2 separate regions of the Sus scrofa genome follow, and region 1 is linked to region 2. Evidence: chromatin contacts called from public HiChIP or PLAC-seq data. All regions are on one chromosome and are shown on one strand. The core of a region is the stretch at or near the end of the contact, and the rest is flanking DNA. Distances in the headings are between cores, read along the strand shown.

The links. HiChIP or PLAC-seq counts read pairs in DNA pulled down with a chosen protein or histone mark.
Region 1: an H3K27ac HiChIP or PLAC-seq map of skeletal muscle shows a contact between it and region 2, with 10 times the contacts expected there. The contact joins the promoter of DNAJC7 here to the promoter of MRPL12 in region 2. A contact is called at or near these places in 1 of 47 Hi-C or Micro-C datasets (retroperitoneal adipose tissue) and 1 of 2 datasets of contacts at active chromatin or transcription factors (skeletal muscle).

What each region holds. Positions count from the first base shown.
Region 1 is chr12:20,724,632-20,727,331 of Sscrofa11.1, reverse strand. It overlaps DNAJC7 (dnaJ homolog subfamily C member 7), which reads right to left and starts at 1,395. Exons shown (of 15, transcript XM_003131409.5): 1 at 1,233-1,395. The coding sequence starts at 1,309.
Region 2 is chr12:1,202,381-1,205,080 of Sscrofa11.1, reverse strand. MRPL12 (39S ribosomal protein L12, mitochondrial) reads left to right here and starts at 1,264. Exons shown (of 5, transcript XM_021066454.1): 1 at 1,264-1,505; 2 at 2,119-2,305; 3 at 2,435-2,518. The coding sequence starts at 1,432.

The sequences.
Region 1 (2,700 bases), core at 146-2,645, about 20 Mb before region 2:
AGACTAGTTGCTCTGGTTTCCTGACGTCTCTGAAATCCCAGGGGCCTACTCCACTTTGTGAGGCTCTTGGCTTCCAAGAGGTCAGGAACTTGGGACACTGACTGCAATAACCATCCTTAAACTTGGTAACTATTCATCTGCCTCCCTGAGCACCCCTTATGTTTCAAACCTGGACAGTAAAAACACACAAACAAACAAACAAAATACCCCTCAGAATCCTGACTGCAGATCTCATGAACTACGCACCACCTGAAACCACCCAGACTGAAGCCATATGGGCTTGATATAAAGATATGCAATAAGTAGGAAGGAGAACGAGGGAACCGTAGTCAATTAAGTTGCGCCTGATAAGGAAAGGGCTCCAAACTTCCAGAACCTTTTCGTGAATTCCGCTCCAGCATTAGGACAAGTATGACTACCCACAACTGTGTTCCAACCCCACTCCAATAACCTGCTTTAGCTGTAGCCAAAACCCAGAGTGTTCTCGAAAACCACTCACTCAGCAGCTCCCTTGGCTAGTCCGGACTGGCAATCTCGAGCCACTGCGGCTGCCCAGCAGCGCCAACAGCGCCCAAGCAGCTGGCCTCCTTCTTGCTGCTTAAGAAATAGTCCTGGGGAAAATGAGGATCTTAGGAAGGACGGAGGGGGACGGGGGGCTGGGCGTGCAGACCATGAGACAAGCCCCTCACCCTTCTTTATCACCTTCAACTTCTAGGGCAACCGAGGGGCCACCAGGTCAATAATGAAGACACACAATCACCTCGGGCCAGACTAGTACTCGCTGGGGTATAACTACGGAGGAAAGGGAGAGAGAAAAGAGGGTTCTGGCGATGCAAAGTGCTGATAGACAACAATGTGCAGAAGTTAGCAAGAGGAGGAGGGGGTCGGGGGCGATGTAAGAAGTCGTCATCACCACTGCGCCGCCTCCCCCACCCCGCAACAAACCTCCCAGATCCCCTCAGAGACCTGGCCTCTGCAATGAGGACGACCTTCCTCTCTGCTGGGGAAACAAGGCCGAGCCTCAGCTCCCCAGCCAGGCGGAAGCTGGAGGGAAGGGCCGACCTCCGAGAGCGCCCCTTCAGGGGGTCCATCCGGACTCGAGCCCAGATTGGGGGGGGGGGGTCTCGGAGGGCGGGGCATCGCCTCGACAGGGGCTGCACCACGGCAAGGACGGGGTTCCCGGAGCCACGGAGCTTAAGCTCGCCCGTTCCCCTACCCTGCCACCCGGTTACCTCTTCGCTTCCTCGTCGTCGAGCAGCTCTGGCCCGGTCGCCGCCATTACCACATCGCACTCCGCGGCAGCCGCCATCTTACCGCCGGGACCAGAGAGCCGGGTGGGAGGCCGGCGGTGAAGAGCACTTCCGGTCGGACCATCGAGCAGCTCGGCGGCGCTGCGCCCAGAGGGGTTCCCTCGGGCCCGTCTACCAGCGAGAGGCTCTGCTTGGGGCCAGAGCGGCCTCCCGCCCTCGGAGGTCCACGGTGGTCTCCGCCCTGGGGCGGGGACCCAGAGACGGTTCCTGTGCGTAGGGGGCGCCACTTTACCCTTGGGTCGGACGAGGGATACAGGCTGCTGTCTCCTCTCTAGGCTTTGGCTTTTCTCAGTATTCTGAGAGCCTCGTTGCCATAACAACTTCCAATCCTAGAGAGTCTCCCGTGAGGCTCGGAGAGTCGGACTGGGTAGGGATCCTGTGACCTGGAGGGAAAGAGCCCCCCCCCCCCACTACTATCTTTTCGACCTTGAGAGTGTGTCCACAGCTTCCTTCACGAAAGGAAAGAAGAGACACTTTGAGTCCTTCTTCCCCAGCGTTCATCGGCCCCTAGAAGCCCTGCCCAACCAAGCCAGAGGAACGCAGGGCGTCTTCACACCGCGCCTTTCATCCCCTCTGGATCTCCAAGCACCAACTGGTTCATCACCCTAATGACGCTGACCCTTTGATGAGGCTGCTTTCATGTCAGCCTCCGGGAGTGCCATCTCAGCATTAAACCTAGGGAGGGTGGCATGGGGCCCCAGACTCTGCTCTGGAGTTTATAAGGCAGCTCACGGGGTGAGGTCCCTTCTCCACAGTGTCCCCATTGCTCTCAACCCTTATGTAAACTCCCTGCTCAGCACGCTTGTCTTGTCAAATGCAGTCTGGATCGGGAACTCAGAGAGGGCAAGGACACAGCCTGATCATCTTTTTAGCAACTCCCTTCACTCAAACCAATAATATTTGTGGCCTTGAATTGTATTGGGGTTTCCTGAGGTTAAATTGGGGGAGTTTGAAGTTAAAAATTAAAGTTAACCGGTACTGGAGTTCCCGTCGTGGCTCAGCAGAAACGAATCTGACTAGCATCCATGAGGACACAGGTTCCATCCCTGGCCTTGCTCAGTGGATTAAGGATCTGGCGTTGCCCTGAGCTGTGGTGTAGGTCGCAGAGGTGGCTCAGATCTGGCGTTGCTGTGGCTGTGGTGTAGGTTCCCTAGCCTGGAAACCTCCATATGCTGTGGGTGCGGCCCTAAAAAAAGATTAAAAAAAAAATTAGAGTTAATGGATACTAAAATAAGAGGGGCTCAAGGGAATTTAAAAAGGATTTATCCCCCTTCTTCAGTAAAACAGTCTGTGCCATTGTTGGTAAGTTGCCTGCATGGCCCCTGCCTATCACAGTGCTGAGGAAGCTAAATCACACCTAGCACCTGGGGAACAGAGGATGGGAGAGGCT
Region 2 (2,700 bases), core at 15-2,514:
CGTATGCTCGTTGGTTCTGGGGGCTAGAGAATCGGGCCCCGGCTCTCATGCTCGTGGTCCGGTCGGCTAGAGCGCCCCCCAACTCGTACACTCAGCCGTCCGGCCGGTTAAAAGATCGGCCTTCCGCTCGTATACTCCAGCTGGCTAGAGTGTCCTCTCAACTCGTTGGTTCTAGGGGCTAGAGAGTTTTCCCCCCAGTGCATATGCTCGACCGTACGGCCGGCTAGAGTGTCGACCCTCATCTCGTATGCTCTTTGTTTCTAGGGGCTAGATCCTTGGCCCTCAGCTCGTATGCTCCAGCAAACTAGAGCGTCCTCTCAGTTCGTATGCTTGGCGGTCCGGCCGGCTAGAGCGTACACCCTCAGCGCACATGCTCCAGCCGGCTAGAGTGTCCTCAGCTTTTATGCTCGTTGGTTTTGGGGGCTAGAGAGTCCTCCCGCAGCGCGTATGCTCGGAGGTCCGGCCGGCTAGAGCGTCGACCCTCAGCTCGTATGCTCTTTGAATCTCGGGGCTAGAGTGTCCCCTCAGCTTTTATACTCGTTGGTTTTGGGGGCTAGAGAGTCCTCCCGCAGCGCCTACGCTCGGAGGTCCGGCCGGCTAGAGCGTCGACCCTCAGCTCGTATGCTCTTTCCTTCTCGGGGCTAGAGTGTCGACCCTCAGCTCGTCTGCTCCAGCCGGCTAGAGTGTCCTCTCAGCTTTTATGCTCGTTGGTTTTGGGGGCTAGAGAGTCCTCCCGCAGCGCGTATGCTCGGAGGTCCGGCCGGCTAGAGCGTCGACCCTCAGCTCGTATGCTCTTTGCTTCTCGGGGCTAGAGTGTCGACCCTCAGCTCGTCTGCTCCAGCCGGCTAGAGTGTCCTCTCAGCTTTTATGCTCGTTGGTTTTGGGGGCTAGAGAGTCCTCTCGCAGCGCGTATGCTCGGAGGTCCGGCCGGCTAGAGCGTCGACCCTCAGCTCGTATGCTCTTTCCTTCTCGGGGCTAGAGTGTCCTCTCAGCTTTTATGCTTGTTGGTTTTGGGGGCTAGAGAATCCCCCCCAGCGCTTCGGCTCAACGGTCCCGCCGACTAGAGCGCCCCCAAAGCGTATGCTCAGCCGTCCGGCTGGTTAAAAGGTCGGCCTTCCGCTCGTATACTCCAGCCAGCTAGAGTGTCCTCTCAGCGCTAATGCTCGGCCGTCTGGTCGGCTAGAGCGTCTCCCCTCAGCGCATGTGCCCTTTGGCTCCGGGGGCTAGAGAGTCCTCCCGCAGCGCGTATGCTCGGTGGTCCGGAAGGATAGAGTTTGTGTTTCCGACGACCCAGCCGGCTAGAGCGTCTTACCCCCAGCTCGGCTGTCCAGCCGGCTAGAGCGTCCTTTCTAGCTTGAATGCCTGGTGGCTGAGGCCGCTAGGGAGTCCCTCCTGTTGGGACCCGCGTGTGACCTTCCCGCCTGCGGAGCGATGCTGCCGGCGGCTGCAAGCTCCCTGTGGGGGCCGTGTTTCGGGCTTCGGGCCGCTGCGCTCCGCGTCGCCAGGTACCGCGGGCTGCCGAGGCCCGGGCGGACGGGCAGTGTGGGTGCTCTCGGCCGGACACTGCAGGTGCAGGTGGGGGCGGCGTCTTGGGCGGCTGGCTGGCTGCCCCCCTCCTCGAGCGGCTGGTCCCTGCAGGAGTAGAGGGCGCAAGGGTCCTTCCTGCCAGCCGCCTAACCACGTGGGCCGCTGAGCGTGCCGGCGTGGCCCTGGATGACCTTGGACGGGTTTCTGCTCCTCTCTGGGCCTCAGTTTCCCCGGCAGCGCAGTGACGTGGCGGGACTCCCGTGAGTGGATCTGGCTGGCGTTCGGCCGCCAAGAACCCCACGTCCTGAAAGGCGTTGTGTGGCAAAGCGCCTTCAAGTGTTTGTCTAGTCTCCACAAATTGGTGCAGCTTATCCAAAGCGAAAGTAACGTTGTAGAGAGCGGTTTTGCAAACAGTTACGTGCGTTTTTAAGGTCTTTGAAAAAGTCCAAAGTAATTGGAAGTCCCTTTTGTTAGCTGTGTGGGTCCTGCAGTGTGAGATCCCTGGGTTCGGACGGGGAAACTAGATCTGAGCCTGAGGCACCTGCGTGCCTGGCTTGTGCAGGCTGATGGCTCTGTTTGAACGGGATTCAGGCACCAGGGACCGAGACTGTGCGGTGTGCGGTTGATGAGATGCAGCAGCCATCGAAAGGGGGAGGCTCTTGCTGGGGCCCCCCTGGATAACGCCCCCAAGGAGTATCCCCCCAAAATCCAGCAGCTGGTTCAGGACATTGCCAGCCTTACGCTCCTGGAGATCTCAGACCTCAACGAGCTCCTGAAGGTACTGGCCAGGCGCCCCACCTCGTGGCCCCTTTGCGGGGGGTGGGGGGCTCCTCGAGACTGTGCCTGCTGCGACCAGGCACATCCAGTGTGGCGCCTGCTTCTGAGAGTGCTTTTCTCTGTCCTGCAGAAAACGCTGAAGATCCAGGACGTTGGGTTCATGCCCATGGGTGCCGTGGCCCCTGGCGCTCCCCCTGCCGCCGCCGCCCCAGAGGTGAGTGCAGGCCGGGCTTGCCGTGCATAGGCTGTGGCTCTAGTGCCTGGCTCCCACCCGGTCTCGCCTTGGGTGGCCAGGTTCTCTCCTCACCCGCCCTTCATCTGGGTCCTGCATCGGCCCCACACGATGTGGGGCCTCCCCGCCGAGGATGTCGGGCTTGCCCACCGGCCCCTGAGAGC